Linked DNA regions of Mus musculus: all the other regions are linked to region 5. A link is a contact called in public HiCAR-type, HiChIP or PLAC-seq, Micro-C and promoter capture Hi-C data. All regions are on one chromosome and are shown on one strand. Each heading gives the region's core, a stretch centred on a gene start, on an enhancer-like site or on the middle of the called end of the contact. The rest is flanking DNA. Distances are from core to core; before and after follow the strand shown.

What was found. Promoter capture Hi-C pulls out the DNA fragments that hold promoters and counts their contacts. A called contact is a pair of places that touch in the nucleus more often than the background predicts. HiCAR-type assays count read pairs that join an accessible place to other places. HiChIP or PLAC-seq counts read pairs in DNA pulled down with a chosen protein or histone mark.
Region 1: a contact with region 5 is called in a promoter capture Hi-C map of embryonic stem cells, with 4 times the contacts expected there. The contact joins the enhancer-like site here to the promoter of Tdp1 in region 5. A contact is called at or near these places in 9 of 39 promoter capture datasets (the 3T3-L1 cell line, 3T3-L1-derived adipocytes, the C10 cell line and 5 more), 2 of 484 Hi-C or Micro-C datasets (bone marrow-derived macrophages and nephron progenitors), 5 of 115 datasets of contacts at active chromatin or transcription factors (astrocytes, bone marrow-derived macrophages, embryonic basal ganglia and 2 more) and 3 of 9 other capture datasets (adipose tissue, embryonic stem cells and liver).
Region 2: a promoter capture Hi-C map of pre-B cells shows a contact between it and region 5, with 2.5 times the contacts expected there. The contact joins the promoter of Rps6ka5 here to the promoter of Tdp1 in region 5. A contact is called at or near these places in 3 of 39 promoter capture datasets (erythroid cells, liver and pre-B cells), 1 of 484 Hi-C or Micro-C datasets (embryonic stem cells) and 1 of 115 datasets of contacts at active chromatin or transcription factors (bone marrow-derived macrophages).
Region 3: a promoter capture Hi-C map of liver shows a contact between it and region 5, with 4 times the contacts expected there. The contact joins the enhancer-like site here to the promoter of Tdp1 in region 5. A contact is called at or near these places in 11 of 39 promoter capture datasets (the 3T3-L1 cell line, the HPC-7 cell line, embryonic stem cells and 5 more), 1 of 115 datasets of contacts at active chromatin or transcription factors (bone marrow-derived macrophages) and 2 of 9 other capture datasets (embryonic stem cells and liver).
Region 4: a contact with region 5 is called in a HiCAR-type map of astrocytes, with 5 times the contacts expected there. The contact joins the promoter of Ttc8 here to the promoter of Tdp1 in region 5. A contact is called at or near these places in 11 of 39 promoter capture datasets (the 3T3-L1 cell line, 3T3-L1-derived adipocytes, cranial neural crest and 7 more), 2 of 484 Hi-C or Micro-C datasets (LSK cells and embryonic stem cells), 5 of 115 datasets of contacts at active chromatin or transcription factors (astrocytes, bone marrow-derived macrophages, embryonic basal ganglia and 2 more) and 1 of 9 other capture datasets (liver).
Region 6: a Micro-C map of embryonic stem cells shows a contact between it and region 5, with 4 times the contacts expected there. The contact joins the promoter of Eml5 here to the promoter of Tdp1 in region 5. A contact is called at or near these places in 10 of 39 promoter capture datasets (the 3T3-L1 cell line, 3T3-L1-derived adipocytes, embryonic stem cells and 3 more), 7 of 484 Hi-C or Micro-C datasets (CD4 T cells, the G1E-ER4 cell line, embryonic stem cells and 2 more), 7 of 115 datasets of contacts at active chromatin or transcription factors (T-cell acute lymphoblastic leukemia, astrocytes, embryonic basal ganglia and 4 more) and 2 of 9 other capture datasets (adipose tissue and liver).
Region 7: a FOXA1 HiChIP or PLAC-seq map of pancreatic cancer cells shows a contact between it and region 5. The contact joins the enhancer-like site here to the promoter of Tdp1 in region 5. A contact is called at or near these places in 3 of 39 promoter capture datasets (embryonic stem cells, liver and second pharyngeal arch cranial neural crest), 16 of 115 datasets of contacts at active chromatin or transcription factors (bone marrow-derived macrophages, embryonic basal ganglia, embryonic forebrain and 12 more) and 4 of 9 other capture datasets (adipose tissue, embryonic stem cells, macrophages and 1 more).

The regions. Positions count from the first base shown.
Region 1 is chr12:99,227,364-99,231,600 of GRCm38.p6, forward strand. The region is part of intron 4 of Foxn3 (forkhead box N3); the gene reads right to left. Among named protein-coding and RNA genes, the nearest start is that of 4930474N09Rik, 67 kb to the left of the region's middle. Within about 2 kb of position 2,853, at least 23 of the 459 cell types and tissues checked have an H3K27ac peak or open chromatin away from gene starts, as enhancers often do. A contact at or near this core is called in embryonic basal ganglia and embryonic stem cells, where this site is marked.
Region 2 is chr12:100,722,820-100,727,022 of GRCm38.p6, forward strand. Rps6ka5 (ribosomal protein S6 kinase, polypeptide 5) reads right to left here and starts at 2,301. Exons shown (of 17, transcript NM_001330702.1): 1 at 1,962-2,301. The coding sequence starts at 2,061.
Region 3 is chr12:98,948,854-98,952,561 of GRCm38.p6, forward strand. All of the region lies in intron 6 of Ttc8 (tetratricopeptide repeat domain 8), which reads left to right. Among named protein-coding and RNA genes, the nearest start is that of Ttc8, 30 kb to the left of the region's middle. Within about 2 kb of position 1,703, at least 3 of the 459 cell types and tissues checked have an H3K27ac peak or open chromatin away from gene starts, as enhancers often do. A contact at or near this core is called in the HPC-7 cell line and liver, where this site is marked.
Region 4 is chr12:98,918,075-98,921,973 of GRCm38.p6, forward strand. It overlaps Ttc8 (tetratricopeptide repeat domain 8), which reads left to right and starts at 2,500. Exons shown (of 14, transcript NM_029553.4): 1 at 2,500-2,709. The coding sequence starts at 2,596.
Region 5 is chr12:99,882,500-99,886,751 of GRCm38.p6, forward strand. Tdp1 (tyrosyl-DNA phosphodiesterase 1) reads left to right here and starts at 2,019. Exons shown (of 16, transcript NM_028354.5): 1 at 2,019-2,053. It overlaps Efcab11 (EF-hand calcium binding domain 11), which reads right to left and starts at 943. Exons shown (of 6, transcript NM_030172.2): 1 at 783-943; 2 at 263-358. The coding sequence starts at 857.
Region 6 is chr12:98,900,104-98,903,831 of GRCm38.p6, forward strand. It overlaps Eml5 (echinoderm microtubule associated protein like 5), which reads right to left and starts at 1,381. Exons shown (of 44, transcript NM_001081191.1): 1 at 729-1,381. The coding sequence starts at 925.
Region 7 is chr12:99,062,135-99,066,288 of GRCm38.p6, forward strand. The region is part of intron 2 of Gm40554 (a long non-coding RNA gene); the gene reads left to right. Among named protein-coding and RNA genes, the nearest start is that of Gm40554, 40 kb to the left of the region's middle. Within about 2 kb of position 1,852, at least 29 of the 459 cell types and tissues checked have an H3K27ac peak or open chromatin away from gene starts, as enhancers often do. A contact at or near this core is called in pancreatic cancer cells, where this site is marked.

The DNA.
Region 1 (4,237 bases), core at 1,603-4,102, 650 kb before region 5:
CTCCCCCACCTTAGTATCTGGAAGGAAGGACATTTTAAGTCTCTTAGTTGGAGATGACATGAAGGCCATGAGATGAGAACAGAAACCAGGGAGGGGCAGTGGGAGCACCAGACAGCTGGGCACTAACTGGCAGTGGAGCCTGTCCGCACTCAGCGCGCTTCCTCTCTCTGTGCTGCCCAGTGCCCCCTGCCCCAGTCAACTACCCCCATTTACTGGAAGACCAGCTGCTGCCCTGCTTCCACCCTAGACACTACCTCCCCGCTCTGTGAGGTGCTCAGAATTCCCCTCATCCACTCTCTTCTGCCACTGAGTAGCAGGACCCATGCTGCTGAAATGGAGAAATTCCACAGGCAGGGCATCTTCATTAGCTCTGGCTTCAGCTGGGCATATGTGCCAAGTCACTTTTCCAGGAGGAAAGAATCCATCTCAGCGGGACACTGGCTGATGTGGGAGCCAGAGGGGAAAAGGTTCAAGACCGGAAAGTCAGTGTTGCAAGGCTAAGTCAGGACTGTTGAAGGATTTATAAAAACTGGTTGCTCAGATCCTGTTGGGGAATCTTACTAAAAAGACCAGAAAAGGGGGCCTAGCAGTGAAGAGCACTGGCTGCTTTTCCAGAGGTCCTGAATCCAATTCCCAGCACTCACAACCATCTGCATCTACAATATAGGATTTGAGGCCCTTTCCTGGCATGCAGGTGTACATGCAGATAGAGCACTCATATATGTAATAAATAATATTTTTAAAAAGATCACAAAGAAACAGATATAGACAGGGTATACAAAGTGAAGTGTTTTCTCTCTCTCTCTCTCTCTCTCTCTCTCTCTCTCTCTCTCTCTCTCTCACACACACACACACACACACTCCAAAATAAAAAACAATAAGATGGTATCAAACCAACCCCTCAAAACCAAAATAAAGCACCAGACTACCTGTCCAAAGGTGATTAATGCTCTTTCTCAACAAAGTCAGGGCTCAGGACATGAAAGTCCAAGTGTTCCCACGGTGTAAGACAGCTACCAGGGAGACAGGGAAGGCAGGCTGGGTCATGACCTGATCAAATTTTATTTTTCCCTGGAACAGGAGTTATATGTGACCCTCTCTTGTAAGAAGTGCTAACCAATGGTCAAAGCTGACACACCAAAGGTCATGCCTATCTGGTTAGGTTGGGAGAGGGGGTAAAGGGGGAGAGGACAGATGGTAGCACCCTTCTGACCCTGTAGACAATTAACTTAAACTTCCAAGTAGGATCTGCCCTTACGTTTAACTCTGTAGGCATAACTGCACATAATTAGAAGTCATAATTACAGCTCTCTTTCTAGAATGTGACCACAGTATCCACATTGACCTCTGTGGCAGCCTGGCCTCCATGCTGGGAAGTACAAACAGGGAGGATACAGCCTCTACCCAGTGACCTCACAGAGATGGGCAGCCAATGCCCCAGAAACTTCTAAGGTCGGGCATCTACACTTATTCCCTGGGGAGTGAACTTGGGATCTGTTTGGGGTTTCCTAATTATCCCTTTCCACTGAGAAATATTTTACTTTAAATAGACACACAGTAAGCTGGAGCCTCAACACCGTCTTCTTTCAGGACATGTGGGAAAGGCCAAAGCAACCATTCAAATTAATATACCAGTAATTACTGTGTATCTACAGTCTAATTACCCATGAAATGACCAAGTTGAAAAGATCAATTTCTGATCAGTTTTTCACTTGGGCATTTTATAAAAAGTAGCTATGGAGGCTCTAGGTCACTGAAAAATGCCAATTTATTATTAGTTTATTATACCTTATACCCCTATGTGGCCATAGATCAAAACTTATCTCCAATCATGCCACTAAACAAACCATTCCACAGGAAATCAAACTTGTCTGGGTTTTCAGACAGACAGACAGACAGACAGGTCTCAGCATTGGGCAGGGAAACACAGACTTCAGAAGTTATCCTCTGAAACCATCTTATTGATGAAAAAGAAGAGATAGGCCCAGGTAAAGCAAGAGTGAGCCCTGGGTGAGTTGGTTGGCAGTCTCTAACAGTAGACAGGCCCCACTGGAACCTCTCCATCCCAGCCATGCCTAGAGAAAGAAGACAGGAGCTCTGTCGCTTTAACAAAACACAGGGCCCCAACTGGAATCTTCCCAGGGATATCTAAAACACAAAACACATTGGATTCTCTGTGTATCCCATGCGTGCAAACAAGAAGGCAGGACATCTAAAAGATCATCCCAGAGTTTTAGCTCATAAATCCAACGCGGTTTTTCAGCCATGTGACTACCAACTCACTTTGCAGCAAAGGTCAGTCAGTTCCTCTCTGGTTTTCAGGAGCCTGCAGACCTCCCAGCCCTTTCTTTTTAGGAGTATCTGCGCCTTTGCCTATTACTAGTAGCCCCTTACACAATCCAGACAGAGTCAACACGGGGGGGGGGGGGGAGAGGAGAGAGAGAGAGAGAGAGAGAAAATGAGAATGAATATCTCACTAGCCTTTGTGGGGCTGAATGAGATGGGAAATTCCCAAGTTCCCTAAGGACAGAGGCAGAGGGCTTCACAGACAAGTCCTGTCCACATCCAAACCCAGGCCAGGGGCGATTCCCACTTGGAGGCATGAACTTCGAAGAAATACAGTTTTTACCCATACACTTCTCTGTGACTGGAGCTGCCTGAGAGTGAAAGGTGGGTTTCTGTATTTGTAAAAGCTTTATTCAGTAAGGAGAAATAAAGCCATTCCTCAGAGGTGTCCCAAGCTAAGAGTTTAAGAAGAGGAATAATTACCTCACTGCTTCTGTAGGCGTGTCGCTGGAGAGATACACTACCCCAGTACTGTGTTCTATTGGTTCAGTAAGAGAAAGCAAAGGGACTGGGTGTGAATGCACACCAAAGGCATTTAATTGAGACCGGAACATTTGCATCTCAAAGCTCACTCTCTATGTGGCCACCAATACAAACTGCATATATCAAGTGTCGGGGTACAATGATCCAGACGGGTAAGGAAGAACCTATAGAGGGGCACATTCTCAAAGTTACAGTAATTATTGAAAAAATTTCATGTTATTTACTGGCCAAGAAATCTAACGCCACACACAGCAAGGATTCTATGACCACGTGCTGGCTTGCTAGGGTCTCGGGACTCTGGCTCCACACACCACCCAGCTGACCGCCACTCTCACAACCAACCTCACAGCCTATTAAAAGGAAGGCTTTGTCCCCGGGGCTTTGCTCACTGCTCTGTAAAGGAGCATCGGCCATATCGATCCCAAGTGTCACCGTGATAGACAAGTCACAGATTAAACACCACCCTTCCTCATTTCAATTAAAAAGAGTTCGGAACTGAACTTCGTATCCCATTTGTTTACTGAGTGGTACTTGATGAAAGAAAAGGTTAGAAACAGGACACTGGGCCAGGGAGATGGCTCGACAGGTAAAGAAAGCACTTGCTGTCCAAGCCCTGATCACCCGGGTTTGCATCCCGGGAGTGCACGCAGACGGCCATCTGCTGCAGGGCACTTCTGTAAACTGTGCGCTCCCATGGAGATATGGGAGGTAGAGGCAGGATAACTAGCCTGGGTCAGCCTTCCTGGCTTATGTGGCATAAACAGGAGAAACCCAGCCTCAACTGCAGCATTGTCCTCTGACAACTGCACCATGCCATGCACACATGGACTCATGTGCACAGTAAATAGGTGATAACAGCAACAGCAAGAGCTGTACTTAGCGGTCAAAATGGATTATGTTTTAAAAGTAAAACAGGATATGCCTTTAGTCCCTGCACTCAAAAGGCAGGAGGCAGGAGGCAAGGGGGCAGGGGGCAGAGGGCAGAGGGCAGGGGTCAGGAGGCAGGTAGATCTCTGAGCTAGAGGCCAGCCTGGTCTATCTAGAGATTTCTAGGACAGCCATAACTACACAGAGAAACCCTGTCTCAAACAAAACAAAAAACAAAAACCCCACAAATATAAATAAAAATTAAACACACACACACACACACACACACACACCATAAACATAAGCTGAGTGTGGCAGTACTCTTGTGACACCCCAGCACTCTGGTTTAGGGGCTCAGGGCATCCTTGGCTAAATAGGGAGCTGTGTGCCAGCGTGGGCTACACAAGAACCCGTCACACACAGACAACCGAATCCGAGGAACTTGGAGAATTGGCTCAAGTTCAGGGGCAGCCCGGGTTAGTCCTACTCAGCAAGATTTAGAAGTAAAAAGGGGACGGGAGGGGGTGATTTTTAATTTTAT
Region 2 (4,203 bases), core at 1,051-3,550, 840 kb after region 5:
CAACTCCATGTCCGGGTATGCCATACTATTCAGTCTCCATAATGGAGCCATTTCCACGCCCTTATACTGGGTTTCTAATTCAATTATCATTTGTCCTATGGTATTCAATATAGCCACCAGCTACCACACTGCTCTAGCTCCTATCAGAGCAACATGTGCTAAGAGGAGCCCAGCTGGCTGGTGACGGAGGAGTTACTCTTTCAAGTTATATTTTAACAGTGTTTTTGACCATTACATCTGATCAGTTGTCCACGTGCTTAGCAATACATTTAAATGGCCGTTCCTGTCCTTTTTACTACATTACTAGTGAGTTCAGTGCAGTCTCGTCATCCATCAGAAGAATTTCTAAATGCAAACTTGATGATTCACACACAGTTAGTTGACAAAGGGAAATAAAACAGCGCTCATTGTTTTCTACAGAGTTAGCATTGTTTGCAAAATCCAGAAACTGAGCAGTTGGCTGACTACTAACAAGTAGGTTGCCCCTTGGTCTTTGAGCAAAAGACTGCTTGCTGTATCATGATCAATGGCTGAGCATAGAAGACTTCAAGCAGCATTTGTTGTACTGTATGATTCCACACACTTACAGCAAGGAATCATTATGTAAGATGGGGGGGAGGTGGACCAAAATCCTTACTCTAGAAAATGTGACACTGCTCCTGGTGTAAACTGGGCATTAACACTACATACATGTATACTGAGAAAAATGGCTTAAAATCCCGTTGAAAACATCACTTTTTGATAACATTTGGAGTGAAGATCTCAACCAAGGGAATCTACACTGTTTATGTGAGGAATTCAAAAATACTATGGAATAACTGGGTCAGGATACATTATAGAGTCAGAACCATCAAAACTGCAGTGCTTATACTGATAAATGAGAAGGCATGAATTTACATCTTATACTAAGTCATAAGACTGGCACCAAAGATACTAATGGGCAATCAAGAATTGTGGGTTGTAGTTAACTTTATCCATCTGTTTCAATCTGTTCCAAACAGCAGCAAGGTGGACCCGCTTTCTACCTGAAACCTGCCATTTGCCATTTGTGTCTACTTAATATAATGTGCCAAAGACTTAAGTGTCAAAAATCTTAAAACCACTGACACTAATAACTATCGATCCACTCTAACACATTCTCCATGCAGAAATGATAGTGTAAGGGGAGACCTGACTCCATGGGGCTGGGGAGACCCAAACTTTACCAATTGGTCCAGATAAGAATTTTCCAAAACAAACCCCGGAATTACACAATGAAAAAGCAAAAGTAAAAAGCTTAGCACACGGAGCTTTACTGATCTCCAGCACAGGGGATGCAAGCACTTAAGTCGCCTAGTGAAGCCTTTCACCCAAAACTTTACATTTATAGAGGCTGCTTGCCAAAAGACCTGGCAAATTTCAGAGAGTATAGTACTTCACGATAACTCTGAGAGAAAGGACTTAATTCCAGAGGACCACGAAGCCTTTTTCCTTCACCAGAGACTAACCGAGAACCAATACCCCTCTCGCAGGATCGCTGTCCCTTAGGGATGGTACAGACATACATACACACACAAACACACACACTCCCCTCACACCTGAACCATCCCAGGCAGAGGTGCAGGGTAAAGTGAGTTCAAGCTTCAAGCTCCATCACACACAGCTCCACACAGCTCACCTCTTGAGGGAAAGAGTACCTTTCCCTCGAGACAGCGTGTAGTGACAGATATGTCACCTATGCAGGAAAGGGGGCATAAAGGCATCTTCCCAGGCTGGGTCGGAAACTGGGGGCCCAGCAGGAGCAAACTTTCCTCTCCGTGCCCAGAGCCTCCCAGGACCCCCGGACTATTCCCCGCCCGCGAAGCCCCGCCCCGGGCCCGTCCCCCCCAGCCCGCGCCCCTTTTGGCCTGTGCGCGCACCCATGCCGGCTCTCAGGCGCGCCTCCGCGGCTGGCCCGGCCAGCAGAGGGCGGGGTCGCTCACCGGTCCGCAGCTCGTGCTTGACAGTAAGGAGCTGCTCGCCGCCGTCGCCGCTGTCCCCGCTGGTGCCCGCGCCGCCGCTGCCGCCGCCCTCCCCCTCCATCTTCACCCTCTTTCCGATCGCGCGGGTCGCTCTTAGGGGAACCTGATGGGACAGCAGACGCCCCGTCTCTCCACAGCTCCAGGAGCCGAGCTGCCGCAGCGCCACAACTCCGACACTGAGGCGAGTCTCTTTCCCGCTCTGGCCGTGCAGCTCCTCCGCCTCCTCCCCTCAGCGGGCACCGCTAGTACGGCACAACCCCGCGCCCTGCGCCTCCACCTCCTCCTCCAGGCCGCTCCTCCCACAGCCAGCCCAGGAGACAGCCCTGAGCCACCAGCGCTATTGGGCGCAGCGCGCGCGCGTCTGCCAGCGCCCGTTCCCATTGGGCGGCTAGTCCTGACGTTTCAGGAGCCGCCCCGCCCCGCTGCTCGAATTGTTGTTGCTTGGCGGGGAGGCAGGAGAGGGAGGAGCGCGAACGCTCCGATTGGCAAGACCCACGGAATGCCCCACCTACTCGCTTTGGTGCGCACGCGCAGGCAGGCCTTCCCTCTCCTGACCTCCCCAGAATGGTCACACCCCTTATTCCCAGCTTCGATCTGTTAGTAAACAGTATCTAGTAGTCAGGAGGCGCTCCGGACCTCTGATTGGCTACTGCGGAAAGAGGCGGGGAAAGACGATTGGACCGCTTGGTCCGCCAATCACAGTGGACAAAGGAGGGTCCTGGAGGGAAGCACTTGTCACCCACGTGTTTGCGCTCGCGCGCGTCTGAGGGTCCTAGGGAACGGCCCACAAATGTGTGACTGTCTGGAAGATGGCATGTCTTCGAATGATACTATTCTCTGTAGCACTAAATAAATTAAATGAATTTTGTGTTTAAATACAGGTAGGAGCCGGCAAGATGGTTCCGTGGGTAAAAGTGCTTGCGGCCAGACGTGGACAACCACAGTGCAGTTCCCATATAATGAAAAAGAACTAACATGTTGACCTCCGACCTCCACACAAGCTTTAATTAAGGGCATGTATCGCTCACACAAGGCAAAACTAAATTACGTTTAAAAATTAAATACAGGTAGCTCCTATACACAAAAAGTCAAGGTTCTGGCTCCGGATGAGAAATCTGAAATAATAACTTGTGGAGGTGGGGAGTGTAGCTCAGCCTAGCCTTGACCCCCTGGTACGTCTAGCACCACCTCCCAGTGCTGGAATTCGCAGTATGTGCCACCATGCCTTGCTTATGACATGCGGGAGATTGAACTCTCCAGCTTTATGAATGCTAGGCGAGCAGTCTACCAGTTAAACTACATCCTCATCCCAATTTTTCATGTTTAAGAAACTCAAAGAGTGTGGTGAATCATAAAATAAGATTCAATTTCTGCTCCTGAAAAGCTATTAACGGAACTCGAGAGATGGGCAACTTGTATACAGGCACAGGAAACTATAAAGAATTTAAACAAAACTGTGAACCAGTATTAAGCATTAGAGAATGGCACAGATGGCAACGATTATTCTCAAGGCTTTTAGGGCAAGGAGAAAATCTGGATAGCCAATTTAAAGGGCAAGTAAGACAAAACTGGAGACATTTCACACAGAGGTAAGCTGTGAGCCTAGGTCTAGAGGAGATCAAATGCTGGTGACCTAAGTAACAGGTAGGCTAAATGAAGTGTAAGGGAAACAGCTGTATAGGAAAGATGAGTGTATCTTTATTTTCCTTCTTGGAAAAAAAAAAACAAAAAAACAAAACAAACAAACAAAAAAAAAAACCAAAACAAAAAAACCCAAAACAAAACAAAAACACCTGACAGAAGCATTCTAAAGAAAGAACAGGTGTGGTGGCACTGACCTTTAATCCCAGCACTCAGGAGGCAGAGGCAGGCAGATCTCTGTGAATTCAAAGCCAGCCTTGTCTACATATCGAGTTCTAGGATAGTCAGGGCTACACAGAGAAACCTTTTCTTAAAAACACTCAAAAGAGAAAAAAGAAAGACCTGGGCAGGGTCGGGGAGTGACTTACATTTTAAGGATAGAGTGTATCATGGAGGCGGGAAGATGGAGGAACAGGAGACCACTTGGTCAAGTTGTGTCTGTGGTCAGAAGCAGACAGCGCTAAACTGTGGTACTCAGCAGTCTCCTTTCTATTAAATCCAGGACACCCAGCACAGCTAGGGTGGATCTTCCCTGTTAAGCCTCCCTGGAGATGCCATTAAA
Region 3 (3,708 bases), core at 453-2,952, 930 kb before region 5:
ATGTAGGAAATAGAGTTGAGGACCCTTGGCAGCATTTGAAAGCTTGAGTTCCATGTAACAACCTCATCAGGGAAGGTAGTTCATTAGAAGAAGTCAGTGATTTAAGAGAAAAAAAAAATAACAAAATGACCTTTAAGTACATCTCGGGAAGAGAAAATGATGCAAAATCTTCCTGGGAACCAGTTTCTATTTATAAATTTTATAAGATTATGTTCATGAGTAATGTCTCATACTCAAAACAAGCAATGCTGAACAGGTAGGAAGACCTTGCAGTAGATCTTTTTGAGTCACTAAATGACAACTGAGGAAGCTTGTTTGGAGACATTCTGTTAGACGTGGGGTTGCCTGGTTATTAGAGTTTGAATTAGAGCTAGGGAGATGGCTCAGTAAAGTGCTTGTCCACCCAGGCATGAGACCCTGGGTTTAGTCCTCAGAACTCTCATGCAGTTGTTGGTCATGGTGGCATGCTCTTGTATCCCTGTGCTGGGGCAGTGGAGATGGGCAGATTACTGCTTGCTGTCAAGTCCAACCTAACATAGATACATGAACATGTATACGTATGAACATTCATATACATACTACATATATGCCAGAAAAAAGCTTTCTAAAAGTTCAGATAATATTTTTTTTCGATATGACAAACAATATTTAAAATCACCCTATAGGTATATTTTCCCCTTCTACTCACTATTTAGGAATTGTATATAAGAACCAGACAATTTCTCACTTTTGTGTATGTTCATATGTATATGGGCACACATGCATGTATCTATGTGCGTGCTTACACATGGAGGCCTGCCATTGCTGTCAAGTATCTTCCTCAATCACAGTGTACCATGGATTGAGGCAGACTCTCCCACTGAGCCTGGAGCTTGCCCTTCTAGCTAGTCTAGGGAACTAAGAGGGCTCCCTGTCTGTCTTAGTTAGGGTTTTACTGCTGTGAACAGACACCATGACCAAGGCAAGTTTTATAAAAAAACAACATTTAATTGGGGCTGGCTTACAGGTTCAGAGGTTCAGTCCATTATCATCAAGGTGGGAGCATGGCAGTATCCAGGCAGGCGTGGCGCGGGAGGAGCTGAGAGTTCTATGTCTTCATCCAAAGGCTGCTAGTGGAAGACTGACTTCCAGGCACCTAGAGTGAGAGTATTAAGCCCACACCCACAGTGACACACCTACTCCAACCAGGCCACACCTCCAAATGGTGCCACTCCCTGGTGCAAGAATATACAAACCATCACACTGTCTTTGCTCCCCACTATGCTTTCCTGCCCTGTACACACACACACACACACATTCACACACACACACACACACATTCACACACACACACCCACACACACACACGCACACCCACACACACACGCACACACGCACACCCACACGCGCGCGCGCGCACACACACACACACATGCACACACACACGCACACACACACGCACACGCACACCCACACGCACACACACACACACACACGCACACCCACACGCACACACACACACACGCACACCCACACGCACACACACACACACGCACACCCACACGCACACACACACACACGCACACCCACACGCACACACACACACACGCACACGCACACACACACACACACACACACACAGTGGATTCTGAGGATCTAAACTCCCAGTCCTCATGCTTGGTCAGAAGAGACTTACCCAGAGTCACCTCCCCAGCCCTTAGAGGGCTTCTTATGAACATAGAAATGACCCTGTGACAGACAGTTTGGAGGAAATAGCAGGAAGCAGGTGCAGTAGAGATGTATTTTCTTGCCAACAAGAAATGTAAAAGAAAAGACTTTAGAATGTTTAGGGAGAGTGTCATAAATTATTACAAGTCACAGATAACATTGCAAAGGGTGCAGTTTAGAAAATGGCATGATAACAGGAAGCAGATAGCCATCAACACATTGGCGTGACTTGTTTTTTGCTTTCAGCTCTCAGAAAAGTCAGGGAATGTAGCTGTGTTTGACATGATTATTATAGACATAGTAGCAAAAATAATTGAAGAACAATATAAATGCTCAGTACTCGAGAACAGATTTGATAAGTTATAACAAATGGCAAGATGGACTTTTTGTGTATCCATTAAAATAATAATTTCCAAAAATCATAAAAGTTGCAAATGCTTGTTTTTATATGATGTTAAATCAAAAAGTATCCTTTTATAATAGCAAATAGAAATGTAGGTAAATACATGCGCACATGTACTTAAGACATTCTTGGATGTGTTTCTTGAGAATAGCTTTAAGACTCCTTCATCCCACGTGTCCTGTTGAGCACTCACAGTCATCAGCCACTCAGCTTGGCTGGAAGCACTGGTGGAGATTAGGCCTCATTTCTATTGTTTTCTCAAGCTTTTCATACGTTTCCTGGTTTAATAGCAACTTTTGGTTTATATTAGCTATAAATTAAGTATCTTGGTAAAATCAAATGCTTGTAATTGGGCCCTCATTATATTCACTGCTCGTCGCTCTAGTATAGAACACTCAAGGAGGTAGCTTGTTTTGTTTTGTACTCACTGAAAAGTAAGAACTTTCATTTTCTGTTTGTACTTACAAGATGACAGGCTATTCCTTAAACAAATAATTGCCAAAGCTCTTGCATTGATCCTATGATTGACTGGAGGAATGCCAAGGACAGATGCCTGCACGTGTTCTCTGCCTACTAGCCCGAATGTGCGCTCTCTCTCTCTCTCTCTCTCTCTCTCTCTCTCTCTCTCCCTCTCCCTCTCCCTCTCCCTCCCCCTCCCCCTCCCCCTCTCCCTCTCCCTCTCTCTCTCTCCCTCTCCCTCCCTCCCCCCCCTCTCTCTCTCACACACACACACACACACACACACACACACACGCACACATGTACGCATGGTACTCTGTGGATCAGACGCTAACATTAAAATGCCATTTTAGATTTTTATCGCAAATGTTATTTTCCAAAAGGATTTAGATAATGAGCACAAACCGGGCATTTTTTAAAAAAATAAACCTTTTATATATTTTGCAACTTTGACTCTGAAGTGAATAGAGGGGCGGTTCAGTTTTTATTTTTCAAAAGAAAGCATGTTGTATAAATACAGGGGATATTATAGGTAAATAGCAAGAACTGTGAAGTGACGTTTAAACGTTAAGAAAGTGAAATTGATCTTTGATGTGACAATTATATTTCTGTCTCTGTGTTCCTACTTGGGAAGCATTATTAAAAATTAAAGTGACATGTGGGTCAGACATTTTTTTCTTTCTGATAATAGGGAGAATGCTAGAGCAATTAAGAGTACTATGAAGTTGCATTTTCAATGTTAAGAAAAAATAACATCATGCCGGGTGTGGTGGAGCACGCCTTTAATCCCAGCTCTCGGGAGGCAGAGGCAGGTGGATTTCTGAGTTCGAGGCCAGCCTGGTCTACAAAGTGAGTTCCAGGACAGCCAGGGCTACACAGAGAAACCCTGTCTCGAAAAACAAACAAACAAACAAACAAACAAAAACAAAAAGAATAAATAACATCAGTCATATGAGATGGCTCAGTAGGTAAAGTCACCTGCCACCAAGCCCAAGATCCAGGGTTTAGTCCCTATGCCCTAGATAGTAGAAGTGGAGAACTGAGGCCTGCAAGCTATCCCTGACCTCCACATGTACACTGTAGCATGGGTATAGTTGAGTTGATCTGAAGAGAACTGTATTTATTCTTTTATTATTGTT
Region 4 (3,899 bases), core at 1,250-3,749, 960 kb before region 5:
GGCTCACCTTAGTGAATGAGTAATTGCCTGTGAAATTCAGAGCTAAGAAAGCAAATTTACAATCAAAGGGGATGGTTATTAATTGTATTTTCAGTTTTTAAAAAAGCCTTTCTAAAATAACAGGTGTTGACTTCATTGGAGGGCTGCAGGAGGAAAATGGATCTTGGCAGATGGTCAGCAATTTGCTGCTAATGTAATACAGCTCCTCTGTAGAAATTGAGACTTTTAGTTTCGGGGAAGTTTTGTAGGACTTCTACATTTGGAGTTTGCTACAGTTGAAGAAGAGCTTTAAGAGACTGTATATTCCCCCCAAAAAAATCATTTTTGGAATTCCAGTAATATTGGCAGGAAATTACTGAAATCCAAATAAATAAGGCATATGGTTAATAATGTATCAGTGTTAGCTCCTTGGATGTGACAAGCATACTGTGGCAATGTGGGAAGCTGGGTGAGGAATACATTGAACTCAGTACTATCTGTGCATTGTTTTAAAATGGAAACATCAAATTTTTCTGCAATTAAAAAATGTGTATAGGGCCAGAGAGAAGAAGCCAATGCTGTTAGGATCACTTACTGTTCTTGTAGAGGGCACGGGTTGCAGTTCCAGCACCCACATGGCAGCTCTCACACTTGATAACTCGGGTTCCAGGAACCAGATGCTTTCTTCTGGACTCCTCAAGTACTCGTCACAAACACGGTGGACAGACATACATGCAAGCAAAGCACTCATACACATAAAATAAAAACAACCTTAGAAACTTCAAAGATATATGTACTGTGGCGGTCCATACCTTTAACCACAATGGTCTAGAAGCTGAGGTAGAACTGGTCATTCCACAGTCAGTGTGGGGTATAAGGGTTGAAAATCATTTACACAGGAGTCTTTTATATTAAAAATAAAAAAATAAAATAAAATAAAAGGCCCCTGTGAAGTACTGAAGCTGTCCATGACCAACATGTATGCCTTCCTGAAACCATGACCTTCACACAGACTACCTCACTGGGACCTTCTCACAAATTCCATCTCTAGAGTCCCTTCTAGGGAAACACAGATGGACCAGTATTAATCATCACTATAAAACTTATAATCTTCATAATTAGTCACTTCCAAGATGCAAAAATTCTAGAAGGATTGCTTAGAAAATGAGACTAGAAATATTCACAATCCATTCCTTTGTTCTGAAATGTAGACGTCGGGTTGAAATCTGCAAAAGCTACCTGGGTTAAATATAATGTTTGCATTGTGATTCTCTAGTGGTTTCAGGAAACTGCAAAAGGTCTGTGTTTATTGATTGTTATCTGTGAGAGAAAGTGTAGACACCGTCAGAAAACTCTTCACTATTCAGATATTTTCTTCTGTCTTCCGTCATGGTAGGAAGGAGGCAGGAGGATGGTCTAAGAAGCCACCCCCAGACTCACCCCAGCCTCATTTCTGCATTATGGGCTCTTGCTGTTAGATATTTGTCATCTTTGTAAATGTGTAGAGGAAAGTCGGGCAGTGGTTCAATCAGTCAGAACCACTCTGGGCTGGGGATTTAGCTCAGTGATTTCAACAATAGAATCTTTATCTAGCGCGTGCCAAAACCCTGGACTCGGTCTTCTGCAGGGAAAGAATAAAAGCAAACAAAACCAAAACTCACTGCACACATGAAAACATTTGACAGACGACACGTGCCCATAAACGGGGTTTCAAAAGTTTATTTGTTGTATCTGGTGTCAAATACCTGTATGCACTGGCACTAGGGAGGCTGCACTGCAGATTAGCCTAGGCTGCATGGCAAGATCTTGAAACCAAAGAAAACAACCCAAACCAAAGGAAAACCAAAACAATACAGCAACAACAAATCTCCCTTTCCATACATTATCTACTTTGGAAGAAATGCCCTCAATCTGTAAATTATAGTCTCGCCTCCTTAACTCCAAACAAGTGAAGCAAATAATTTCTCTTTTTGGAGCCTATCTCATCTTCTCATCTGTAAAATGAGTGTATTGGACTAAGCAAGCTCTCAAATCCCTTGCAATTTGAACACTGCCGTGAGACGGAAAAATACTGTAGAGGTTTTGGATTTAGGGCACAGGAGAAACTGTTTCCGCATTTATGTTTCTAGAGTCAGAAATATGACAGCAGTAGGAATGCGCGAAGTGGGGCGTAGTGAGACAGGAGACACAACCCGGGTCAATTTAGGTGGGCTTTTTTTTTTTTTTTTTTTGGCACTTACAGGGTAAGCAACCGGATGGTTGCTAGGCAACTGCATCTCTCGTTAGCACGGAGGACCCTGTCCGAGGTGTCTAAGTCACTACCTGTTTCTTTTAAAGGCTTGGTGGCTTTTCAAAGTTAATGCAATCTATTGTCATTAAAAGAACACTTTTTTGCCAGCAATTCTTTGCAAACTCTCTGGCTGAGGTCGGCTCTCAGAGGCTTTCCCGTCCCCTGTTTTCAGGCGCGCTGCGGACACCTCCTTAGCCAGGCCCCGCCGTTGCGCGTTGCTCAGCAAAGCCAGACGCCTCCCGCTCGCTGCTCCCGAACCCCGCCCTCCCCGGGCCGGGCTCTGGGTACAGGGCCTCTGGGTTCCTTGAGGGTTGTCCCGGACCACCATGGGCTCAGAGATGGAGCCACTGCTCCGGGCCTGGAGCTATTTTAGACGCAGGAAGTTCCAGCTCTGCGCCGATCTATGCACGCAGATGCTGGAGAAATCCCCTTATGATCAGGTACCTGGCCGGCCCCAGGCAGTCTGTGGATCCTCTTTGCTGAGGCCATGGGCTCAGGGCGGGATCCCTCTGTCCCCTGAGGGAGGCCCGGGAGGAGGGCCCAAGAAGAAGTTGCCTGTGTAATCCGCAAAGGCACCTGGAGCGAGACTCTTTGGAATCCTGGACAGTAGGTCCCTGCCTTTTGCATCCCCTGGGAATCCTGAGTCCTGTGCTTTGACAGCTCCTGCTATAAACTTCAGCACACCTTTTTCAGAATTAGTTATATTTAAAGGGACTCTGTTAAGTTTGTGAGGGGCTTTGATAGTTCATTGGTCATTCACTGGTCACACTCCTAACTTGGTTGATTTCTAAAAAGGAAAATATATATGTGAACAAAGACTTGAGATGCAGCCGCCTTTAAACACAGCTGTCTTTTGGTCCAGATAGTGAAGCACGCGATCTACCGCATTTTTAGACCTCTGTCCAAGTGTGAAGGAACTTTTGTTTCTGAGTCATGAATTCAACTGGAGGCAAGATAGAAGAATGAGAATGTAGATGAGGGAAGGATATATTTATTTTTAAAGAAACTACCTGGGCAAGAGAAACTTTTCTTGTAGGAGGGAAATATAAGACAGAAGAAGACCTGATAGCCTTGGTTAGAAGGACATATAACAGTTCAACATGAAGGTATACTCCTGTACAGCAAGGGGATCAGTAGTTCAAAGCCATGCTCAGCTAGGTAGAGAGTTCAAGGCCAGCCTGGTGAGCTAAAGGAGAACCTGTCTTTAAAGGGGATCGGGCAAAAGGGAACTTAATAAATACAGCATTATTGTGTATAATGAATGCAAAGGTCAATAATGAATGGGGGAGGTATCACGAACATTATCATTGAATAAATAGCCCCTGGAAGAGGCGAGAAGAAAAACAGGAGCCTAAGAGTAGAGTTGTGCCAGTTTGGCAGTGCTTTTAGGTACATGCACAGTGTATTGTACCTATTCAGACCCTGGTTTTCTTGCTTTCCCTCTAGTGGTGTTGCCTTGGAGTTGTTAGGAAAGAAAGGGAAAGCTAGAAAAGCCTGAGTGTGAAGGTTGTTCCTGGACTCTGCTGCTCTCTGAGCGAATGGATGAAGGATGCTCAAATAAATGGTCATAGGCGTCCGGCAGAACAAACTGTATTGGTGGTGATTCTAGAAGTGTTGTTATTATTCATGC
Region 5 (4,252 bases), core at 769-3,268:
GTGGAGATGTTTGTTGCCTCTACTGGCATAGATACCTAGTTTGCACCTGTTTGGGCCTTTAAAGGGGGGAGGGGTTTGCGGGGAATTAGGTGGTGGAGGCATTTTAGGCTTATAAATCAGAGATTTGCTCTACAGGTATCAGAAAGTATTCCTGGCCAGTTTTCTTAGGATTCATTTCTACAGCATTATCCGCCCCATCTAAAGAAGGGAGAAGAGGAAGGGAGAGAGAAGGAGACGAGGGGAAGAGAGGAAACGTTCTAACCTTGGAGGGTTTGTACCCAAACAGCATTACAATCGCAACCTTAAAGTCCTCTCGGCTTAGGTAGCCTTTGTTGTCTTCATCGCATGCTTTAAATACCTAAGGAATATTAAACATCTACAGTTAGTAAGCCAGAAACCAGAAACACAGACATCTTAAACTCAACCTGGTTGTGGAGCTTTCAAAATGCAGTTTCAGTACTCTAGTTTTAATTCTCAAGCAATATAACCGCCGAGTTAAAGATTTCCCTCTGTCCCCTCTCCCCAAAGTTTAAGGAACTTGACCAAGTTTAAGGGGCTGACAAATCCATTCCTCTAAACCGCTGGAATAAACTGTACTCGAAAGCTCAGTCCTGGGATTGGGAAGGTGATGGGACGGATAGGAGGTCGAGGTGATTATCCGTGGACAGTGTGGTGGGCGGGGAAGTGATCAGAGTCCTGCAGCAATGCCAGAACCAAGAGGGGTGACAGAAGTGGCCCTGGTCAGGCTTAAGTCTGAACTCGGGTCGCGCTCCCACACCTACTTTCACCCATTTCCTGCGTTCTGAGGCGCTGGCTTCGCCTGCTCGGGGCCTTGCGCCTGCCTCTGACAAGAACATCGCCACCGACACGGAGACCAAGCCAGGCGTCTCCTCCGCTGCAGCGAGAACACAGACCAGCCACTGCGGCCTCGCCCACCACCGCTGGGACTCAACTTCGCCGCGCAACTCCAACGTCTCCTCCCATTGGTCAGTCTCCGAGCCACTGGCGTTGATTTCGTACTGTCATTGGTTAAAGGCGCTGTTTAACGATGGGGCGGGGCCTCAAGGCCCGCTCCCAGACCTTGGCCCCGCCCCTACTCGATTTTTCTTGTCTTAAGGGAGGTCTGGTACCTCTGGGCTCTCTTAACTCGTTTTGATTGCTTTCAGGCTCTCTCCCAAATTTACAATAAACTCTTTTTGATTATTCTGACCCGTGTCATTGCTAGATTTGGCAGGAGACACACGAAGAATGTGAAAAAAAAAGCACACAAACACAAATAATGAGTGAACACCAAGATTCATTTTTAAACTGCAAGTCTTTGGACGGCCTTCGCAGAGCAGCTACTATGTTTATTTTCGCCCTCTTGGTAACCCTGGCACGTAACACTGTGTCTAGGACAATTAAACGGAATGTCCCGTTTTTTTGAATGTTTACACAGAATTGATTATTCAACCCCCCGGAAGGCGATGCCTGACGTGAGGCTGACTTAAGGAACAGCACAAGAATCCCATACCAGACATCTTTATAGAAGATGAGGAATACCCTCTACCCTTCTGGCAAATCAGTGAGATTGACAAGAACATGACCGTTTCAAAGGAGAAACCTTCAAAGGAGGTTCTGAGTCTGATGGGAGCTCATTTAACTTTTTATCTAGCAGTCGATTTTAAAGTCTGAAGCAGCTGTCTTTTTCTACCGCTCACCCATCTCCCAGAGCACGCCGCTGTCTTAGCCTTGAGAGCCTGAAGCTGCCTAAAAGCATCCCCAGAATGGAGTCGTTGTTTGCAAATTAACCTCGAGAGAGAAGCTACCACAGCTTTCTGTTTCTCTCTTCTTTCAACAGGAAACTAGCAGAGAGTGAGGCGTTCATTCGGCTCTTTTCTGGTCCTCTTGGTCTCAGGCAAATGAGGCTGTCTTTAGGACCCAGTGGGGGGCTTCCGGAAGGGGAAGCGGCTGGCTAGCTAGGCGGCGGCGCCGGCGAGTTTGAACTGCGCGCATGCGCGGGCGCGCCGCGGGGCGGAGTCTCGGCGGCGGCGGCGGCGGCCTGGCGGGTCAGGTAGGTGTCTGCCGCTGCGGGCGCCGGCTCGGGGCGGGCTCTGGCGGCAGCGGCGGCGGTAACTCTGCGCCCGCCCTCCTCATGGCGGCGCGATGGCCGCTGCCATCAGATGTGGTAGTGGAAGGCCAGCAGGGCTCGGTGAGGACCGCGAGGAGAGCGGCGAGGCCGGGGTCCTTGGGCAGGGTTCCTCCGCTCTGAGTCCCGGGAGCCCCGGACCCTGCGCTCCTAACCCTTGGGACGCGCTGCAGAGCCGCTGGCCTTCGCTCCCTCCGTGGACCACGCTCCACACCAGGGACACCGCCGTGATATTGGGCTGTCTTGAGGTTGAAATGAGTCTGTACGCTTGGAATTGTGTCTGGGCAGAGCTGAGCGCTCGGGGAACGTTGGCAGCTTTACGATTTGCTTACTGTACCCCCAAATTACTGCTCCTTGACCATCGTCAGCACCCCACAGCCCAGCTCCTGCAGAAGCGTCCTTATCGCCACGTGTGCACAAAGTTGTGTTACATATGATCATTTTAAAAGACTAGACGGGCCAAGGCACTCTCACTGGGAGTCCCATTGTCTTTAGAATAAAATTCGGCTTTTAACTTGCCTTACTGTCCCCACCCCTTCTTTCTGGACCATTCCTGTGTTACAGTTAGAACCTAGCTACCTCCTCCTGGCCTTCAGCAGGTTGGATTCCATCTGTCTGGAATGTTTCTCGACTGCCTTTTAGCCCGCGGATTCCTTTCCCTCCCAGGTCTCATGCTATGCCACAAATGATTCCAAAGAAAAGTTATCCCTGTAAAATGTAGTGAGCATCTGTAGTCATCTTGACTTTTAGGCTTTTTATGTGTTAATGTGTGCCTTTCACCCTGAAATTAAACCTGTCTAGGATAGAAGCTTTATATTATTAACTCTTTATCCCCGACCTCAATTCTGCTTACTTCCCGGCTCAGAGGAAGGACCACCTTGGAAGAATCTGGTGCCTCTGTCTTAAATGTCTGAGGAGTAGTGTCTATATAGAAGAAATACTGAGTCTGCTCAGCCAACCGGGGAATAGTGGAAGCAAGGTTCTAAGCGGAGTGCCTTTTTTTTTTTCATCAGCTGTTGTGTGTGTGTGTGTTTGTACACACACCTATACAGGCAGTTTCCGACTGTCTTCCTCAGTTGCGCTCTGCCCTGTTCTAGTGAGTCAGAATCTCACAGAACCTGAAGATGGCGGCAGTTTTCTTTCTGGGTGACTGGCCAGTGAACTCTCAGACCTCCTTGACTATCACAATGTTGGGGTCATAGGCACAGGTATTATGCTGGGCTTTGGAACTCATGGCAAACCCTCTTATCCACGGCTCAAAGCTCTAGCCCTCCATGCATATTTTTAAAAGCCCTTAAGGAAATTTCTGATGACATTCTGAGTTTGCTGTCTGGTGAAAGGATTCCATAAGATTTTTTCCCCCATCTTGGTACAGTATCCAACACTGCCAAATTCCATTGCCTCGCCTGCCTTAGTTTTTATTTATTCTCTTTACACATATGCTGTTATTTTCTTCATATTTATTTGAATCTACTCCTATGTAAATACTTTTACAAAGTAGACTTTATTTTGCTGTGATAGCTGTAATGGAGCCATAAGCTACATTCTACTGACAGGAAAACAAGTGTTACAGGTGCCTGTGGAGGAGTCCGGGACCCACTGGGAGTTCAGAAGCAAAATGTAAAGCATTTTTTACAACTTAGCTTTCTCCTTGATTTAAGTAGAAATTGGAATTGGAGGGGGGTGCTGTTATGTGCCCAGTCGGTGGCAGGCCCCAGTTGCTTCCACTGTGGGAATCACTGCTGCTTTGATTCCAGGCTGGGACTTCGGTGGGTAGAGGGGTACACCTGTATTCTCCTTCTTTCGATGTCCCTTACTACTATTGTGACTTTGCACTTCTGCTATGCTAGGCACTGCCTGGTGAGATAGAAAATAAACTGTGGAAAGGAAGCCGTGGGGAATGTTATCAGGCTGGTCTTTGGTTCCAAAAGCTCCCTGGCCTGCTGGGAACCTGGTCCTGTTGGAGGGAGCAGTGCAATCGGATGCTGACCAGATCCACTCTTCCACATTAGAAGCCATTTCCTACACGATCTTGACATTTACATCGCAGCAGCTCCTCTCCAGCAGGAGAAGGACCTTGTTTGCATAATGAGGTTGGTAACCTGGTGGGCAGAATGACAAGGT
Region 6 (3,728 bases), core at 131-2,630, 980 kb before region 5:
TAACATTAGAGTTCGACTGAAATGTGGAAAATTACCCTTTATATGTACAGCTTACCAAACATCTCGGCCAACGTTAAGATTCAGATCAATAGAGAGCAAGATACTGTCACCCTGTGATTGAAATTACTAATAAGAAAGTAAACTTAAGGTTACTCTGATGAAGATAAACAGAATCGGAAATCGGTGTGGTAAAGGTTATTTCTCATAAAAGACATACCCTCCAAGTGCCTTCCAGCGTGCGAATTTTAACCTCTAGTGAATTGCCTTCCGAGTAACACATGAGTTTCTTTGCTATCTGCTGATAATTGCAGATAGTGAAATCTGAACTAATAACTACGGCCAAGAGTTGAGTACCGCAGAGCTTGGGTTAGTCTTCTGTCAAGTGTTTCCTTTCCCTAGCGAAATAAGATTTCCTTTTTAACAAGAAACCAATCACGGAGTCTAAACTCCTGATGTTGATGGAACGGAAAAGGTCACAAATCCAGTCAAGCGAAGGCCTGCGGAGCATCCGTAGGCTCGCTCCCCTAGAAAAGGGCGCTGCGGAAAGCGGAGTGGTAAGTGGGTGGGCTCCGAACCAGATAGATGCACATCGCTGTCCTGGGTGATGCCCCTTTGCGTGAACGGCCACGACTTCCAGAAGGACAGGCAGCTGCAAACTCCGAGGGCGCTCGGCAGGGGTGACAGCGGTCCCCCTCCCACCCCACCCCTCCGCCTCCCCGAGCCCGTACCTGATGATGTCGTCGCTGTGGCCGCGGAAGAACTTCTGCCGATGCTCCCGCGGACTATACACCACGCCGACCCCCGCCACGAAGTACACGATCTCCTTGGCCGCCGTGTAGTAGAGGTTGTTGCGGCACTGGTGGCCCCGGTAGCCGTACACCCACTCGAGCCGCAGGTGGCAGCTCGGGGCGCTCCGAGCCGCCATGTCGGTGCGCCCACCCGTCGCTGCGGCTCGGGCCCGCGGTCGCCGCCGGGGCTGGGTGACGAAAGCTCTCCCGCTGGCGGCCCGGACGCTCCTCTAAGCCGAGCCCGGCAGGTGCATCTCGCTTGCGTGGCCGCCGCAGCCGCCGCCGCCGCTTCAGCCCACGGGCGGGAGGAAAAGCCTCGCCTCACCGAACATGCTGAGGGCCGCGAGCGCCGCCGGCTGTCCGGGAGCCTCGCGCGTCTGGGAGCTCGCCGTGTCCCCTCAGCCCAGTGCCTTAGGCTGGAAGACAACCAAGCGAAGAGGGGGGACGGGGACGCGCCTCCAGCCCGCTTCTTCTCCGCCCGCCCCGCGCACCGGACTCCCCGCCCGGGTCACCTGCGGCGCTCCGGTCTAGCCGCTACCTCGCCTCCACAGCCCCGGCGGAGCCGCGCCGCGCGCTCCCGAGCCCAGCTGAGTGGCGGGAGGGCGGAGCCGCGCGGCCCCGCCCCTCCCCTGCGCTAGCCCCACCTCTCAGGTGGCCCCGCCCCTCCCGGAGTAGAGCGGAATCAGAGAGCTCCCTGCTCACCACCACCAGGCTGTGGTTAACGCCCCCCGCCCCCCCGCCCCCCCCCCCCACGCAGTCCTCCCTACCAAGATCTAAGCACCCGTTCCCACCCTCGCGAGACCTGGATTACCCCACCCAGATTTGGATTCCTGTTGCTGGGTTTGCTTGCTCAGGAATCTCTGGGGAATCCCGCTTGCCCTTAGACCTCAGCTATTTCATATGCCAATGAATAACACCAGAATAGAATGTTCACTTTATTCTTTAATCGCCTCCTCCATACCTTACATATACGTGTGTGTTTGCTTATCATGGTGCTCTCTGGTCCAGAAATTTGGCAAGAAGAAAACCTAACCTCGCAAATGTGCTTTTGACACATTAGATACACTGTCCTAATAAATAGTCCTGGATTTGTTACTACTGTTGTTCAACAGGCCTCAAACTCATAATCCTCCTGTTTTTGTCTCCTGAATGCTGAGATTACAAATGTGCATCACTGTCCCCACCAAAACTCCGAACCCACCCCCCCCCCCCACGCACCCCACCACCACCCACCCCCACCCCGCTGGCAGATCTTTCAGCTGCTGTTTTGGATAGCAGCAATTATCTCTTGATTAAAATGAAGAAGGGCATGTTTTAAAGTAATTGTGAAATCAGATGGCCTAAATAATTGTGATCAGGTAGACTACTCCTGGAAGAGATGTTGACTATGTAACATCTATGTATGCTTAGAAAAAATTAAATATTTGTTGCCGTACATCGTGAAATATTAATCACTAGCTACATATAATTTTTATGAGGTAGGGTGTAGAAGAATAAGAATTTCTCTCTGTACAGTTTTTTTTTCAACACAATGTTTTACAGATCCCATGGTACATATTTAAGAACTTCAGATTAATACTAGATTTAAATAATTTATTTTCCCATTATCATATTTTCCATTGCAATTTTTAATGACCCAAGGGTAGAGTTTGAAGCAAAAACATTCTTAATTAAGCCATCCTCAGATGACAACTTAAGACCAAAAGAGATGACGGAGGCACAGCGGTGGCTGGAAAGTGAACCATTCATGAATACTAAAGAGAGGAAAGCAAATCTCACCAGTTCTCTATGCGATCTGTTAGCAGGGTCATGGCAGAGAAGTCAGTCAAGCCTTTACCCTGGACAAGGTGTTACCGCTTTCTGAAAGTCATGCAACCAGACCCCAGATATGGATCAACAAGTAAACATCTGGTGAACCATTTACGTAAAAGAACAATAATCCTTTGGTAATCTGATGCCTCCTAGTCCAGTCTGAAGCTACATAGTTCAGACATGTGGGGTGTATTCTAAAATTCAAGCAAATGGAGTTATTTGTGGTTTTCTGTTCATGTGTTGGCACCGAGATATGTATCCTCCAGCCTATAAAAGAAATGTAAGGTCAGCCATGGGCTGATGGCTAAGAAGGTGAGTGCTTGCTGCCCAAGTATAAGAACTGAGCTTCGCATCTCCAGGTCTCACATAAAAAGCTGACTGCTAAGGAGGCAGAGACAGGTGTATCATGGCGGTTCACTAACCGTAAAGCCCAGCTAAAACGACTGAGGCCCAGGTTCAGCGGAAGACTGGGCTAGCAAAATGGTTCAGTAGGTAAAAGAGCTTGTCCCCATATCTGACAACTGTAGTTTGACCCCTGAGAACCATGTATATTACAAAGAAGCAACCCATGCACATTGTCCTCTGATTCTCACTTACACATGTGCCCCTGGTAGTCACCAATAAATAGATAGATAGATAGATAAATGTGATTTTAAAATTTTAGTAAGATGCATAGAGGAAGACAACACTGAGCTCTAGCCTCTCTACCCATACATGCAAAGGCATGTCCGCATGCATGTGTACATACATAAACAGATATACACATATGAAGTAAAGCAAGTGAAACATACATTGCTGAAATTTGTGATATTATAGCTATTGACTTCATGCGTTATAAATTATAATAGTTTTAATTTCTACAACCAGGCCTTTGGTCACTCTTTTTTGTGTACAGAACTTAACACAGATGTTCCTTATTTTTATCTCAATCATTAAATGTAAAACAAAATATTATGTACTTAAAATAGGAAACCTCTTGTTTTTATCTGAAAACAATCATTTTCTGATACCTGTACTATATTATTGTATTAGTAAGAATTTATTTGGTTATATGTAATTGAAAGTCATTCCCACTGCCTTAGATTAAAGAGAATTATAATGTATCAAAAGGCCGAAAAGTACATCAAT
Region 7 (4,154 bases), core at 602-3,101, 820 kb before region 5:
GATGTGAAGAAGTCTCTCCCTGTGGTTATCATAAGAACATCTTTGAGATAAACCCACTTAAGGAGACGCTGCCCTGACTGGCTCCTCTTTGTCTTTGAAGCCCTAATTGAATGATCCTGGCAGCAGTTCTTTTCCATGGAGCCTGTCTGCCACTCTGTCCACTCATTTTAAAATGTATGGATCCCTCTGCTTTGGACCCGAGGCCATATTGATTCTGGAATATATGCCACTAATTGCTGAGTGCCTGCCTCTAAGAAGCAAGAACAGGGAGGGGGGGAAAGCTTGCATGTCAATATTTGTTACTAACCTTGACAGATAATCATTTTAAGTGATGGTGACTTTTTCCTCCTCTAAAGCTTTAATTACTGGCATGCACACACTGCAATCATTTTGTTCTTGTGTGTGTTTAATAGTCTGTAATCCATTTTAATTACATTCTTTGCTTATCAAGATCAGACTTCCAAGCAAGGATAGAACAGACTCTAGCTTCTGCCTTTTCTCTATGTCCCTCTTCTAGTCAGTGCCTCGAAAATACGCATGGATTTGAAACCAGTTTAGAAACAAATTTTACTCTTGGCACTTAAAACAAACAAACAAACAGACCCATTACAGAGAAGCCTCTCTCTGTACCTTTTCCAATCTGTTGGTCCATTAATACAGATGCTTCCTCCGATAAACTCGGAACTTGTGGAGAACTTTGAAAGGATGTAAGTCAGAGAGGGATCTCTCTCTCTCTCTCTCTTTCTCTCTCTCTGTGTGTGTCTTTCTCTTGGTGTGGGTAGTGAGTGAAAAGGTAGCTGGTTAAAATTCATTGACTTTGTGAATTCTTTATTTTGGGCATCTTTCAATTCATGAGTTACAATCCTATGAAAGCATTATATAAAGCACCAAACAGGACGGGGTTCTCAGGGCTGCTTCATGCTTTTGTTACTGGCCATCACTTAAGAGTGGCCAAGCACTTTCTGTGACCACATCTCCCTAACAGCTAACATTCTAATTTACTAGATGTGGCTTCACTAGAAAAGGAACCGGAGGGGTCTAGACCAATCACACAGAAAGATCCCGTGACTTACCTAACAGTCTCCGCCTGCGACTTCCTGAAGCATATTTGACAAAGCCCCAGCCAACTAAAAGAGAGGTCCAGAGCAAGCATTGTCCACCTAAGGATGCTGCCCCTCAACAGGAACAGACAGAGCCAAGCTGGGCATGACCGGTGCCTGGCTCCAGGCTCCCTGCCCGAATATGGTTCAGAACCCCAAGCTGGAGCAGAGTAATTGCAGGCTTTTCACGTTAAGCCAGTTTGAGTTGCTTTCCACTGACTTTGTTCTAACTAAAGTCCAACTATCAGGCTTGAAAGATACCCAATTTGGAATCTCCCACCCCCTTTTATTTGCCAAAGCCCCTGGAGTAACCATCAAATCAGCCCCAGATGGTTCATTAACATCAGCCAAATGCTTTCAAAATAAAAAAAAAAGAAGTGGTATTTTTGTTTTAATTAGATCCACACAGTAAGGTTCTTCCTCCCTATAATATCATCAGACTCTAGCATGCACACACAGAGAAGGGGGGAGGGAGGGAAGAGAGGGAGGCGGAGGAGCGCACTTGGAAACAAACGTCTACATATTAACTGAGGCCCTCCTTGGAGAAAATATAATGACAGAGCATTTTTGTCTATTTCCCAAATGAACACTGGCTGCTTGTGGGTGGCGTGTCAGAGCATCCATGTTCCCAGGTCCCAGCACAGAGTCAGGAAGGAAGGGGCATTTTCTCCAACTTGGACTTGACAGTACCCAACTGCCATCTTCATCCTGAGGAAGAAAGGCACTTGCTTTCCCAGGCACTGTCTGAGCTATGCGTTACTCATCAGGTTCCTGCAGAGAGGTTGATCAGGGTCTCCGGGAAGTGAGTCAGCAGTAAGACAAGCATTCCTGGGACACATCTGGAAGTGAGTCAGCAATAAGACAAGCATTCCCGGGACACATCTGGAAGTGAGTCAGCAGTAAGATAGCGCCATCCGGGCACATGTCACAGACCAGTTTCATCCGCCGTGTGCCCCTCTCTTTCTTTACCTGCGCCTCCATTTGTCAACCAACTTAACTCTCCTCTGTAGTTACTATGAAGCCCACTGGCACTGTCATACTTTATTATTGGAAAGTGAGTGGAAAGTCAGGGACCATGCAAAGTATAAGGAAGGTATCGCTACTGGAGAAAGTTGAAAGGGATATAGGAAACCTAAACTAATGATACATTCCTGGGCATGTTAATGCTGAGAATGGAAGGCCCGCTGAAACATGTACCTGACTCAACCACTAAACAGAGTCAAAGTGGCTTCTTTATTGCAAGCTCCCTCCTTGGATATCTTAATACGGTGATGTATGTGGTGGACCTACAAGGGGACGCTTCTGAGACAGCGGCTCCCCAGTCATTCAGTTCCATGTGTCCTTAGGGTGTGCACAGAAGCTCCAGTGCTGTTGGCATGGTAATAGCATCCTGAGCACAAAGATGAAGGATGTCTCAGTTGTCCCCTTTTGTTCTGAAGAGTTGAGACAGGCCTAGGACACCTTAAATAGAGGAAGAGTTGTTAAAGGGATAAACATGAAAATAAGGAACATAGATAGGGTCAAGGCCCTTAAGACCTGGGACAGAATCTAGGCTTTGGAAAGTCATTTAAATGATTTATAGCTCATTTAAGTGAATGTAACTCTTCAGTGGTGATTTATTGGATATGACACTAAATGCACAGGCAATAAAGGCAAAAGGCAGACATTTGTCATTGGTGGACATCAAATAAGCATTCAAGGACAGGACCAGTGGAATGAAAAGGTAACACACAAAATGAAAGAAAATATTTACAAATCACATATCCAGTAAAGGACTTTGTATACGGGATACAGAAAGGACTCTCACAACTCCGTCTTAAAAAGATGAATGACCCAGTTTGAACACTTGGCCAAGGATCCAGATGGATGCTTCCACAAGGATGAAAGATAAGTGGCCAACGATGAGAGAGGCTCAGTATCATTTGTCAACAGGTAGAGGAGGTGCAATTCCACATCCATTGCCATACAAAGGATTACTAACAATACACAGGGTAAGGACGCAGCAAAATGGAAAGTCCTCTGGTACTGCTGGGGGCGGGGTGGTGGTGACATCAGATGGCACAGCTACTTCAGAAAAGTCCGACAGCTCATCAAAAGGGCAGGTGTCCAGTTGTCACATGAGTCAGAAATCCGACTCCCAAGAAAAATAAAAGCATGTGTTCACTTCAAACTTGTTTCAGGTGCCCGCTGCTGTGTTGTTTGTAATAGCCCATCAACTAAAAAGTGGGTAAACCAGTGAGACATATCTGTGCAGTAGAGTATTGATCTAAAAACAATAACGAGATGAAGAACTTATGGGTGCGCCCTATAGCCAGCATGAAATTTGGTGAGAGCGTGCTGTGAAAGAAGCCAGTCACAATGGACCACATTTTATTTGATATCACTTCTATTGTAACGTCCTAAGTGGCAAACCTACAGTGTAAGAGGCAGGCTGCTAACGTCTGGAGACTATGTGGGGAAGGAAAGAGAGAAAGCTAGGGGTGGTAGAATGGCTACAGGGTGCTCGTCAGAGTGGTGGAGAGGAAATGAAAAGGTGTCATTAACTCTTATCAGCTCATAAATGCACAACTGCGGATTCATCAGAACCATGAAATCCATATGTATCGAGTGGGGGGAATTGTACAGTATATGAATTATCTCAATTAAGCCTTTCTTAGAATGGCTAGCAGCTAATGATACCCATTCCCTGTGTCTCTAACAATACAACACTGATTTGACACCAGGCACTACAGGACTACCAAGTATAGACATTGGAATTATTTTTGGTCAACAAAATGTGAGCAAGTGTTTCGTCTGGAACTTCCTAGAAGCAATTGAAAGAGAATGAGCTGTTAGGGCGCTTGCCTTTTGGTCTTATTTTAGCTTCTGTAACTGGCCTGAAACTCCTATAAAAACGACTAGCAACTATTTTGGGACTTGAACTGATTTCGAGGCTGTAAACTTCACACTGAGAAAGAGAAGGGAAGTTAGGAGCCTGGGTCTTAGTGACCCTGCAGCACCACGTCATGACATTCCTTGACTGCTTGTGTGTGTGTGTGTGTGTGTGTGTGTGTG